Linked DNA regions of Triticum aestivum: region 1 is linked to region 2. Evidence: chromatin contacts called from public Hi-C data. All regions are on one chromosome and are shown on one strand. Each heading gives the region's core, a stretch centred on a gene start, on an enhancer-like site or on the middle of the called end of the contact. The rest is flanking DNA. Distances are from core to core; before and after follow the strand shown.

Region 1 (7,410 bases), core at 4,699-7,198, 760 kb before region 2:
TGTAGAGGTTGAATTACCTGTGTACAATGCGATTGAGGAATTCCGAACTGGTACCTCCCATGCTTTCCCTCCATCTGTCCCTCTTGCTGCCCTGGAAAATTTGTTCACATGTGTTCCTCTTGTCTTTTTATAGGCAAAAAGGACGGAGATCCTGTCTTTGACAAGCTTGATACAACGAAACTAAATCATCATCTGAAGGACTTGATGCCTGGCCTTACTGCGAAAGTGTTCCGTACATATAATGCTTCGATTACCTTGGATGCTATCGTAAGTTCAAAGCAGAACTCACCGTTCCTTACCAGGACTCTTGTGGCTCAGTGAAGTGATTATTTGTCCTTTGCCGCTATTAAGACAATCAGGAGCATTTTTTGTATTTTTTGTTATTGAACTTTAATATCGTAGCTGCACTAAATATTTAGTCTATCAATGTAACAGTCACCACTGTATCTTCAGTTGCTGCAGTTACCTGATTTTTTCTTCTTATTCCCAAAAGAACGTGTGGCATTACCATGTTTAATGTGATTACCATGTTATGTACTTCCTCTGTTCCTAAATATAAGTTTTTTTTAGAGATTTCAAGACTTATATTTAGGAACGGAGGGAGATTGAAATCTCGAAAAAGACTTATATTTAGGAATGAAGGGAGTATTTTATTGGTCCAAATAAAAATGTACATGTGCTGATATTGCAGTTGCATGAAGAAACAGAAGATGGAACCCTTCTTGAAAAGATTGCTGTCTATCAACGAGCAAACAAAGAGGTAGAGTCTGTTACTCTTAAGAAGAAGAAAAATCATGTATTATCATCTTTTTCAACTCTCAATGGTGCCTTTTGTTTACCCAGGTTGCTATAATCTGTAACCATCAGCGTGCTGTGTCAAAGTCACATGATACCCAGATGACTAAGCTGAATGAAAAGATTGACGAATTAAAGGTTGGTCGTGGTTGCAAATGATTAGGTCGGAACTTAAATTATTATTACTTTGTCCTGTAAGCTCTTTTGTTATCATTTGCTTCTTTTCTCCAGGCCCAGATCGATGAGCTGAACAAAGATTTGGGCAAAGTGAAGAGAGGAAAGCCTCTAGGCAACGGTGCAGATGGGAAGCCAAAGAGAACTTTGGCACCTGAAGCGTAATATCTAATCACAGATATATCATATTTTTGTACATTTGAACAAAGAGTGGAGCAAACAGTCTCAACAAATCTACTTGCAGGATTGAGAAGAAGATCTCTCAGATAGAAACCAAGATAGAGAAAATGGAGATGGATAAGAAGACGAAGGAGGATTTGAAGACGGTGGCATTAGGGACATCAAAGATCAACTACCTTGATCCCAGAATTACGGTAGCATGGTGCAAAACCCATGAAGTCCCTATTGAGAAGGTATCATAGTTTAAGGACTACTAGTTTCTTTCATAGATTATACAAGTTCATTGCATAGCTGCTTCTTTGTTAGCTTCAGTGATCATATTACATGTCTACACCTAATTATAGCATTTAGTAGTTCGTGCCCAGCTCTGTTACTTCCCTATGCTAATATCTCATTTTTTACTTGCTTGGCTTGGCTATTTTTGCTGACAGATTTTCAGCAAGACGATTCTTGCGAAGTTTGGATGGGCAATGGATGTCGAGCCGGATTTCAGATTCTAAGAGTATTGGCTTCCGGGTGAGCCAATGGCCCCTTGGTAAATTCGATTCAGCTTCCAGGCCTTCTCCCGGACCCCTAACTGCAACTAGTAGTAAAGGAAGAGCTCGGTGTTTGTTTTTTAAGTCCCCCTGCTCCTGGAAGAAGGAAGCACCCAGCATTCTCTTTGTAGGCTCTTTTTTTTTCTTTCTACCCATCTTCTCTTCTGTACTTGCTATGGCCCAATTGCCTAAAGTCGTGTTTTGCATTTCATTTGGGCTGACGGATTTTAGCTTGTTGAGAACTGATGGACATTCATTTTATACCGGATCAATCTCAAATATAGATGACCTGTCAGAGTGATGGTTGTGGATTCGTTTGAACGAGGAAGCAAACTGTGTTGTTTGATGCAGTTGAGTACTGGTTGTGTGATGCTGAGGTGTAAGTTTTGATCGAAAAGTGTTTGTTCGTGGTAACTATGCACCGTGGGGTATGAATTTGGGGGTATATGCTCCATGAGCGTGCGTGGCTGCGTGTGCGGTTTTGCTGACACTGAGGCTCTGTTCGGTAATGGTCCGCTCTGGGAATCTGTGGAGAGGATAAATGGCAACTCCACCATTTTGACCTACAGCTCCGCCTACTCCGCTCTGGGAGCTGTGGAGCGGAGTGACGCCGAACAGCCCCTGAGATCTGGTTCTGGCTGGCAGGTCGATTTGCCTCTTTCGTTTTGTCCTATAATAGAGTGGTGTGATTTTTGTTGCAATTTTGGGAAACGGGTTGTACAAGGGAGTCTAAAGCTGTGGTGCCACCGGAGTGAAATTGGAGCTGGTACTGTTCATATTTTCTTGGATCCACAGTGGGAGTGGTGACCGGTTATGGAACATAAAAGAATCTATATATGGGCAAAAAGAATTCACTTGTTCGGATTTGTTTGGTCGGTGATGTGACATCTTTGGTTGTGTGTTACAGATTTGGTACTTTTGATATATGCTTCTCTAAATTGGTGATCGTTGTTCCCGTGCACTGACCTTGTAGCCTTATTACAATGACTTCCTCACTCCGACGAGAGGAATGATGACGGCGGGCCTTCGCCACATGGTTGTAATTTTTGTTATTTTCGTTGTCTCGCTGCCATGATAGATGATAATTGAATTGGCAGTTTTCTTATTTGGAAAAGGCTATATTCTCCGGACATGCATTAATAACCTCCAAAGAGTAGAGTCAATTGTGAAAAAAAAAACCCCTCCAAAGAGTCTGATTTGGCTTGCACGGTTGTGGCACCCAACTTGAAGAGACTGAGTAGATCATGTTGCATCGCTAACGCCTCAACCATCCCTGCTTTGGCAACAAGAGGTAAAAACTTCATTTATTATTATTAAAAATAGGACTTGCAACAGCCTTCAGTGAATTTACTGATGATGTAACCAAGACCTACTCAATAGATAATCTCAAATTAAAAAACTGAGTATAAGAAGGCAATTTCTATATATCGCTCTGTGCCACAAGGTATCAACATTTCGTGCAGGAAAAGGCCAATTATAGGCCTGTCGGAATCTGGTTTTGGAACCTTTCTAGAAGGTTTTGGTCCGGTCTTTTTTTTCCTGTTGTTTTATTTATCACAAATTACAAAAACTGTTTGATTTTTTTTAGAAAAAATGATTTATAAAAATGGAATTTCAAAAGGTACGGTTCTAAAAAATGTTCATGTTTTAGAAAAGCAATCAAAAATTTAAAATATGTTCACATTTCTCTAAAAATGTTTGTGTTTTCCCAAAACAATGTTCACAAATATCTTTATGAAAAGCATAACATTTTTTGATTTTTTTACATTTTCCCGTAATTTTTGTTCACGTTTTCCAAAACTATATTCTTACTTTTTATGTTGAAACAAACAAATCGAATTGAAACATGAGCATACTATTTTTTTTAAAAAAAACTAGAAATTAACTGAAGTGAAGCGCTGAACTCTACAAAGTGGGTCAGTCCATGAACGAACGGGCCCATGCGTCACCCCACTAAAAAATCATTTCTTCCAGAAAAAAGAGTTTGATAGCTTTTGGGGTGAAAAAAGAGGAAAATATACTTTCCACCCTCAAATCCACTTCAATAGTCATGCCCGTGTCAAAAACCATGTGATTTGGACCCTGAAGTTAATAAATCCGGTTTTAGCCCTTGAGTGGTTTTGCATCATATCGATAGTGTTTTTGGCTGTAATGAGGCTAACTGAGCTATCAATGTCATGATGACGTGCCATTGAATGGTTAGGGATAAAATTTCCTCATTTGCGCGACGGACCCTAGCTCTTGAACCCCCTTGTTTACATGGGACCCTAGCAGGCAATCTTCCCACCCCCTGAAGATCCCATCGCCCACAAAACATAGAGTTGTTGGGATCTAACACGGCAGTGCTGGTTCCATTGTCGTGTGAAGGCGCCTCGATGGATTTTGTTGAGCGTGATGAATCCTTGTCGGATGTGAGCTTGGGGAAATCGTCTGCTAGGGTTCCAGGGAGACAGAGGAACTCGAGAGCTAGGGTTCGTCTTGCAAACAGGGAAATTTCATCCCAAACCATTTAGTGACACATCATCGTACGGTTCATAATTCAATCAGACTTGTTACAACCAAAACCCGCTGTTGCAAAACCACTCAAAGGCTACATTTACCCTTTTTTCGTTAATTATGGCTCTATTGAAGTGGATTCGGGGTTAAATGTATACTTTTACGAAATCACTAGTTGGAGGGTACCCGTTACAAAGAACACTCTCATCTTCTCTTATGGTGATGAATGGCTCATTGCATGTGTAGCACTTGTCGCAACCTGAGAGTTTCGTGTTTTTTTATAAATGTATTATCTCTTAAACCGCACACCCAAATCATTTTCATCGTTGTGTTTCTCACGTCAAGATCCTCTAAGATAGATCCCATGTTAATAGGTTTGGACGCCCCCCCCCCCCCCCCAATGGAAACAAAGAAACGAAAAAAACAAAAAACAGAAGCTCGAAAAACGGAAATACAATTGTACTTTTCACTTTTCGTGAACCATTTCCGAGAAGGATAGTTGTGCTTCTCACAGAAGCACAAGTATGCTTTTTTACTTTTCAAAAAAGCAAAGTTGTGATTTCTGTGCTTCCCGAAAGTGAAAAGCATGTTTGCGCTTCACTGTGAAGCACAACTTTGCTTTTCACACGGAGTGCTTCACACGATAAAAAAGAAAAATAAAGTATTTTCCCACAAAAACCTAGGAAAAACAAGCAGAATCCACCCCCAAACCAAAAAAATTCCAAAATGCATGCAGAAATGAATAAAAAAAGACGTCCCCGCAGGTGTGCCAAGCGCGCAACATCTGACGGCGGCCGGGTGCACCATTTGTCAACGCAGAAGCGTCCCAAGTGACCCCTAGAGGTCCTCGCGAAGGGGTACCCTCCAGTTAGTCGCTAGAGCTATGTATCACCCATTTGCGAGGTGAAGTTCAATCTCGCCTCTCGTGAGCGCTCTACTGGTCCGACCCTTTACTGTAGGACAAGTTTTTTCTGTTTCTCATGTTAGGCACAATTTTGTTCTCATTTTTTTTCTTTTCTTTGTTTTTGTCAGTTTTCTTTCTTCTTTCCAGTTTTCATTTGTTTATTTAAAAAAAAATTCAACACGTGTCTACTCTTCTTTACACACAATGTACATTTATTATACACGCTTAACATTTTTCAAAAATACATTTTCCCCAATATATGCCTTGGTGTCTACTTTTTTCATGTACATTGTACATTTTTCCTACACACCAAGAACATTCTTTTATACCAGTTTAACATTTTTATACATAATTAACATTTTTTCTATGTTTTGATGTCTACTTTTTTCATGAATGTTTTACATTTCGATGTTTTCATATCCGTTGTACATTTTGTCGTATACATTAGGAACATTTTCTGTAGATGTTTAACATTTTTTAAATACATGGTTAACCTTTTTTTATAATATCACGTGCATTTTTTCGAAACACCTGAACATATTTTTATTACTATATGTTTTATAAAATTGTTCACATTTTTGAACGTTTTCATTATTTTTTTAATTTCCTGAACTTAACTGAAAATTTAAGTTTTTGTAGGTAATATTGAAAATTTAAGTAGTATATAAAACAAAAAAGATAAAACTCGCCGAGCAGTATGTGGGTCGGCCCATTTACCAGGCTCCCCAAAGGTGTGAGTTGCTGCTTCCTCGAAGAAGTCTCCCCCGGTGAAAAAATCGCCGAACAGCGGTCGGATTTGCTAAAAAAAAAAACAAAAGTTAGTCGGTCGTCGTGAAAAAAACAAGTCGTCAAAAGAGCAGGTTGGGCCTTGTCCGCCCAAGCAGCCCGCGACGCTAGCCTAGGGTTCTCGTCGTCCGTCTCCCACAAACCAGAGTCCCTCCCACTCAATCTCCCTCTCCCACCCTTCACCACCCCCATCCGGCGGCGGCGGCCCAACTCCGTCAACCACCGCCTGGCTCTGCCGACCAGCGTCCTCCCCCCTCCGGTGGATCGGCGGCGAGCTTTCTGAAGCCAATATGGTGAGTAGCTCAGGCTTTTGAGCCAGGTCCTGAAGCCGGCATGGTTGATTTGATGCTCGTTTGTTGTACAGCTGTTCTTCTCCTACTTCAAGGAGCTCGTCGGGAAGGAGGTTACGGTGGAGCTCAAGAACGACCTGGCCATCCGCGGCACGCTCCACTCGGTGGATCAGTACCTCAACATCAAGCTCGAGAACACTCGGGTCGTCGACCAGGACAAGTATCCCCACATGGTATGATCATCTTCATCCGGCCTATGCCAGTGCGTAATTAGTCAATGCCTATAAGCTGCCTGCTGTTTTAGTAGAGCGCTGTATGGATCGCTTGATTCCCTAGATGAAGACTAACCCAATATCTTGTTGCTTAGGTGATTGTTTTTGTGTCATACTCTTGTTATAGGCTGCAAGGTGTGTTCGTTGACTTAGGAAACAGTGTAGTGGTGGTTCCTGTTGGGATCGTAGACTTGTGATTCCAGATTTTTGTTGCAATGGTTAAGGTTTATCTTGGAAGTAAATACCAAAAGAGTAGCTTTAAGCAAGCAATCTAATTGTAAGTTATATACCAGTGATGGTTGCTCTGCGTCATTCAACTTCCTAGCAGTCTACCTTAATATCATTAGTTAGAGCTCAATTCAGGGGTGTTGTCTAACTGGATGGTATCCACGCTTCCTGAAAAACATACAATTTTAGTCTAAAGCTCTAAAGACATGGTAGAAATAAAAAGTAAGGCATCACGCGTGCGACCTGATTATATTCTGTATATTCTATATGTTGATTCAGTTAAAGTCTTAAACGAGTGTTTCTAGTGGGTCTCTGTTATGTTTCACATACCTCATATGTTGATTCAGTTAAGTTTTAAACTAGTGCCTCTAGTGTTAACCAGACATGGTTAGCTCGTGCTGTACCAAAAAATCTGGTAGAACTCGTTTGATCTTGGTACGTTAAGCTTCTTGTAATAATAATGCCAGGTAATTTCATAAGGTTAAGATTCTAGCCGCATACATGCAACAAATTTTGTAGATTGGTAATGAGTGCTTCACCTGGTTTATAACATGTTATAGAAGGTGTTGTTACTACCTGCACAGGAAATGTTGGTCCCTTAATCCCAGTACACGTTACACATGTAACAATCTGAACAGTTGGAATTGAATTGTTGTGTGAACCTTGTGGTTTAAAAGCTAACATTGTGCTGGAATCAATGTTTGTAAGGCGAGGCGAGGCGCTAAAACGTAAGGCGAGGCGACGCCTTA
Region 2 (6,562 bases), core at 3,862-6,361:
TGGTTGCCATTTCTCCCATGTCATCATGATGGTGGTCACTTGCCCACCTATTACAACAAACGCCATCAATCCCAAGACGGCGAGCTTGATCATCACACTCTACCATGCCAATTTCACAAACATCTTCCTACACCGGCTTGTAGTTCCTTGTGCGTCACATACATCTTCATGTGCTTCAACACAAATGTCTTAACAAATCAGCTGATGCATTTCCTACTCAGCAAATTAAGTTAAGTCAGAAGGACATCAATTACTTGAGTCAACACAAACTGCATACACTTCACTGTCGACACCGTCCTCCTTCTTCACCTCTAGCATGAACTTGGGTATGTTTCCGGCAGCGAACTATGGTGTGCTCTCCCGTCATGGCCATCTAATCATAGTTTTAAAAACGAATGAGCGACTTACCGGTTGTACCGCTGGCTCATCGGTTCATTCGTGACAAAAAAAGAATATTTAAGTTATTCAAAATTAACCTTAGATCAAATGAGTATGCATAATATTGGATATAATTTATTAAAAAATCACAAAATGTTTGGCTACAAATCAATAATTGTTAACTTGACCTTCACACTGCCTGAAATAATTCCTACTTCATATTTCTTCTTTTAAATTCTTTCCTTTTCTTCCTAATAACACGGGTCGGCTTGCAGCAATCCTTCCTTAATTGTGCAACTGTTAACCGTTAATTATGGGTGCATTAGCAGCCCACAAATCCCGCATCCTTTAGGGTGCGTTTGGTTGCAAGGGCGGTCATGAATGGGTTGGGATCGTTCAGAAAATAGACATGTTTGGTTATAAAGCACATGAATGGTTCGAGCCAAAAAAAGAGAATATGCCATGAAGATGCTGAACCGTTCCACCCAACCAAATCGGTCGAATCAAATGGACACCCTTTGCATGCATGACTATGTGAGCATGACTGGTGGTCCCGACCTAAATAATTAGCTCACCACTTATATTCAGCCAAACACATGAATTGAATGGTTCAATCCCAAAAAAATTGAACGGTCCCAACCCATTCATACGACACCTTCAACCAAACGCATCCTTAAAAGACACACAAATCCAGCCCCATCATGATCCCTCCCTTTAATCAAGGGGACTCCTCGCCGGCAATTAATGCCCCGGAATATTTCTCTTTTTTTTTGCATGGCAACCACACAATCTAAGGGTCAATTCTTTTTAGTCTCTTGCAAGCAATCAGAGAACATATATTGGGGTGATTCAATATAAACCCTCGAATTGGTTACTGCAGGTTCTTTTGAATTGAGAGGTGTTGTGTTCGAGTCTCCACTGTGTAAACTATATTTCAAATGATATTACGAAGCCCATTCATTTTTTACTTGATTTTCAGGAGCCCACTCGCAGCCCATAAATTGATTTTCTTTTTTAGGCAAAGCCCATAAATTGATAGACGCCCGTATTTGTTTTTTGCCTGGATGGGCTTCGGTCGCATACACTGGCCCAGCCAAGCGAACGTGAGCGAGCTTGCGCAGCGTCAAAAAATAGTACCACCTCGGATAATAAAAATCTTCGAGGCAGGACGAAACGAAAAAGAAAAAAAATCACCTAAACGGAACGAAACAAAGCGAAACTAAACCAAGAATATCTACTCCCTTTAATAGTAGGTATAGATATAGATATAGATTACATGTACTGCAAACAAACGGGTATGGGTATCTCTCAACTCGATCAACAACTCCATACTAGGAGGATCCAGTATGCTGTAAATTTTTTTTTTTGAACTTTTTGGAGTTGGAGCTTGTCCTGTTCATGACACATGGGCCAAGCCTACTTAATTCCGTCTTCACCGGATCCATGCTAGTACTTAATTAATCTCCCTACCGTCCTCTAATTAATTAACTCATCTCATACCGTGACCAGATCCCAGAGCAGTTACTATTAAAACTTCATCACATCACCTCCTCTCTCTCTCTCTCTGAGTTTTTTCTTTACTCGGCGTAAAAAGGTATATTTTAGGAGCATTTCACAATGTTATTTATATTGTCTATCTGGTATTGTACATCTTGATACATTCTTATACAGATTTTGTCAAACTTTAAAATAGTGTTTGACTAACGGGATTATAGAATGATATGTAGTATCATGAACTGAATATTATATGAAACTCGCTTTTCAGTCTTGTCTGGAATTACAAAGAAATCTTTTCATGTTCGTCCGCCCTGACGAAGTCGATGATGCTCCTAGATTACTGCTGCCCTCTTGGCCTTATTACAATAGCTTTCATCATGTGGCTTTCGTAATTCAGTGTTGAAAATACAACCATGTAAAGGTACCTGACTATTTTGAGTGTGCCCGGTATCTATTCCTTAACTTATTAGAGCAAGTATAATAAGATATATAAACGTTTTATAAGAATTTAAATACTCTCTTTGATCCATATTATAATAAAGTGGTATAAGCGGGCTATAGAAGGGAGTAGTATATTTTTTATGAGTTGGAGTAGTATATTTTCGATGAGTTGTGGGAGAGAGAAGAGAAACGAATCGTAAATTAACAGACAGCTGCAACACGTGCTTCAAGAAACTTTATGAGAGTTTAAGATATACCATATATTAATGAAATGATATCTATTTGCAGTTAACTACTATACATGTTTGCTATAATATTGACTATATATGATATGGCAAAAATATATAGCCGGCAACTGACTATAGTATTAACCATGCTCTCAGGATACACATATTCACACTGACACGCTCTTCGTTCCATCCTATCAATGACTGATTAGCTTGTTGGTCACACATGCCGGCAAAGCAAGGCATACACAGACATGCACACGCGCCACACCTTGACCAAATTAAAATCTGTGGAAAGTTTTTCTTCTAAGCAAACCACCGTTTGGAAAGTGATTGGTACGTTTTGTTGCTTCGACATTCATGGTACCTTCTGTAAAATGGCGATGTTTCATAATAATTCTTCTCCTTTCATTTCAAACTGCATCTTAGAAAATTTATGCATTTCAAGGTCAGAGTTACAAGGGATTGGTTAGTCTTCACTGCAAAGATTGGATGCCAAAGCATAAAAAAGAACTTTTCGTATTGAGATTGCCCCCCCCCCACCCCACAAAAAAAGGTTAATATATAGAACATGGACATTTGGTCTGCATTTATGTATTTTGTAGAACTGTTAGACAATGGTGCTTTACAATTTTAGTGTTCACTGCGAAAGTGTGTAAGATGGAAAGCTCCGAGTTTGCTCGGGCTTTGAGCGAACATGAACATTTGATTTGCATTTATGCATGTTTCTATAACTACTAGGCACATTTATGTTTTTATTGACGTATTAGGCATCTTTAAGTACTATCCTTTCTAAACAACTTATTAGTGTTCATCGTGGAAACGCGTGAGCTCTCGAGTTTGCCGAGGCTAGCATGGTACACTCATCACCATGGTTACTACTGTACTTCCTTCGTCCGGGTGTATAGGGCGTGCGAGTAGTTTTTGATCATCGACTTGACTAACTAAATACATGTTATAGTCCTAGTGGTACATTTTAACTACTTTCTACAGTTGGGTTTATAAGTCGGGCATAGGTTTTTGGGTCTTCAATTTGACTAATATAAACATGTATAATGTGACATAAAAATTATATGGTTAGAAACTTTATTTGATGATAAATCTAAAATAGGTATGCTTAAAAAACATAATACATATTAGGTGCCTCTCTCCTCATTAATTACTTGCCACATCAATATTTTTGCTTATGTGGCATCTATGTTACTACCTATGTTACTCGAACTATGACCAGCCTAAAGCGAGTGTGCATTGAGGCCCGCTAAATCTAGTCATAGCACGTGAAGCACTCCTGATCCCTATGACATCCTGTGCATGCCCCCTTGCATGTAGTGCAATAAGCGGGATATATGTCCTTGCTTCCCACCCTACTCTCTCTCTCTCTCTCTCCCTCCTATGTGTGTCTCATTTAAAAAAAATCATAATAGTGTGCAGGTTTGATCCCATGGCTTTTGAAGAAGAAACGTATCTTAAATCAGTTCCTAACCCTTTTTGTTAGGTGTACATATGACAACCAACTTGACAGATGTTATTATTTCATATAAGAATATAACCCCATGTAGGCTTAACTAAGTAATACTTCCTGTTTATGGCAGTGAGACATTAGATAATTCATTTGGCTGGAATTTTAACAATAAGTGAGTTGAAGAAGCTTAAAAAAAACTTATTTACTTCCAACAACAAGAAGCGAGAGGTGAAGAAAGTACATTTTGGCATGGTTGTGACTTGGCGGTACTATTTTTGTTTTCGCAAAGTTGCTTCTTCCTATATGTATTACTATTGGTGTATTGCCGCATCTTGCTTCTCTTAATCCTGGTGAGTTCTTTTTGTATGGGACGAAATATATCCTCTCGCTCTTCGCGTGTCCTGAAAAATCCTACGTGCAAGAGAACTAGAGAAGAGAAGGGGCATGACATGGCCATGCTTTATGGATCGTTCTTCTCCTTTTGAAATTAATATAGAACTACAAACATGAAGAGGCATTCCTTAGCTCGAAGTGTTTTGTATCATTGTATGACGCTGTAGGGTGACACGTTTTACTTAGGCACCTCGTAGCGGGGGCTATAATCCATGTAATTATTAGTGTTCAGGCCTTTTTGAGTCACCAAATTGTAAAAGACGAAGGACTAAAAAATATAAGAATGACTCCCATGGGATTTAAGTTTGTTTGATTGCATCACATGAAATAAACAAATTTTTTTCGGAAAAAAATAAACAATTTTTTAAGAGATTGTAGGGCATGTTAGATTTTTCATGAAATCTAGCACAAATGATTTTATTGAATTTTGATCTATAATTTGAATCCTATGAATCAAACGACAAAACCTAGGAAGGATTCTTTGATCAAAAAGCCCCTTCAGGGAATATATAGTTCTAATGAAAAAGATACATCAGTAATAAGTATTTCCTCTATAAAGAAACATAAGATCGATTAGATCACTATATATTAGTGATCTAAATCGATCTTATAAGTATTTCAATAAGTAATTAAGGAAGAGCAAGATGAAGAGGGAGCAGAGCACCCACCGAGACAGAGTGACCCACACATAAATAGCATCCAACCGCTCCTAAATTAAGCGTCGCGTCGCGTCCCGTCCCCCCCTCTCTCCCCTCGCCGTCGTCGAGCCGACGACGATGACGCACAGCAGCAGCCACCACCACCACCACCACCACCACGCGCTCTGCTGCCTCTCCTCCGCGCCGCCGCAGCCCGAAGCGTCGCCCACGCCGGCACCGGAGCCCGCCGCGGCCACCGCTACGCCGGGGCCGGGGTCGGTAGCGGTGGCCGGCGTGCTGCACAAGTGGACCAACTACGGCCGCGGGTGGCGGGAGCGCTGGTTCTCGCTCCGCGACGGGGTGCTCTCCTACTCCAAGATTCGGGCCGACGCGGGGGGCGGGGAGGCGGCGGGACGGATCGCTGACGACGGGGAGGTCAGGCTGATCGGCGGCGCGTCCGCGAGGATCGCCGGGGGGCGCCGCCCGGAGAAGCCCGTCGGAGTCGTCTGCCTCAAGGTCGGTGGTTGCCTTCTCTCCTCTCCTCTCCTCGTCGCCTTGTGGCGTCCGTGTGCACCCGCCTCATGGTGGGGCTGGGGGCAGTTCTGTTTCCATTTCCTCTCCAGATTTCGCCTCCGCATTTCTGATCGATCGTTTCAACCCCGTCTCTTACTCCGTGCGATTTCTTCTTCTTCTGAATTTTCTTGTGCTTACCCCTCGATCCAGTGCTTCGTTTGGCACATTGCATTGCGTCCCTGGATCAAATGCTCAGATTCCCCGAGGTTTATTAGTTAATCCCTTCCCAGTTCTTGCATCGGTGAACGCGCTTTCGCCTTGTTTATGATGAAATGGTTGGTGGGAGAGCGCGTCATAGCGCTGGATCGAAGTGACGTGATATTCCTTGTCATTTTGCCGGCGGTGCATCGTCGTACCAAACTATTCATCTCATGTCCTGTCTCTTTGAAATTTCCGATGTTTTTTTTTCTCGTCGGTGCTTAATAGAGGTGATCAGGGAATCAATCAAAATGCTTGAAAAGTCTTTGTGTTTCGACGCAGGTTTCTAACCGATTTGTGGTTTGTTCGTGATTTGGATGGACATTTTAAGTTTTATACCAATTGCTTATTATCAACAGGTTGGATTTTATATTAACCAATCACCATTTCCGTGGTCCAGTACCACCCGCAAATTCTTGTCCAAATTTAGCTCTATCTAGCTTCACCACAAATGAACAAAAAGGCATTGCTATTTTTCTCCCCCTCAAGTGTAATCTCCCCCAAAAAGAGACCATAGCTAGCTTTCTCTATCACGCAGCCACAGGCACATCTCTGGACATGGAGGCCTTGTACTTTCCACAGATTTGGTCAAATTTCTAAGGTTTGTGTGTTGCAGCTTCTGATAATGATGTCATTTGCTAGTTGCTACCGCTGCAAAGACAACGAAGTTTAGCCGCTAGTCTCTGTCTTATTACTTTCATGGTAGAAGTGGTCCAATGGTGACATGGTTAATCTTTAATAGTATCATCAAGTCG

What was found. A called contact is a pair of places that touch in the nucleus more often than the background predicts.
Region 1: a contact with region 2 is called in a Hi-C map of leaf, with 7 times the contacts expected there. The contact joins the promoter of LOC123160113 here to the promoter of LOC123156815 in region 2. A contact is called at or near these places in 3 of 5 Hi-C or Micro-C datasets (all in leaf).

What each region holds. Positions count from the first base shown.
Region 1 is chr7B:375,274,204-375,281,613 of IWGSC CS RefSeq v2.1, reverse strand. LOC123160113 (sm-like protein LSM2) reads left to right here and starts at 5,948. Exons shown (of 3, transcript XM_044577933.1): 1 at 5,948-6,164; 2 at 6,236-6,394. The coding sequence starts at 6,162. LOC123159991 (DNA topoisomerase 1 beta) reads left to right here. Exons shown (of 16, transcript XM_044577794.1): 10 at 1-50; 11 at 134-267; 12 at 692-760; 13 at 844-933; 14 at 1,027-1,130; 15 at 1,214-1,382; 16 at 1,581-2,006. The coding sequence ends at 1,649.
Region 2 is chr7B:374,513,412-374,519,973 of IWGSC CS RefSeq v2.1, reverse strand. It overlaps LOC123156815 (oxysterol-binding protein-related protein 2A), which reads left to right and starts at 5,111. Exons shown (of 10, transcript XM_044574999.1): 1 at 5,111-5,552. The coding sequence starts at 5,175.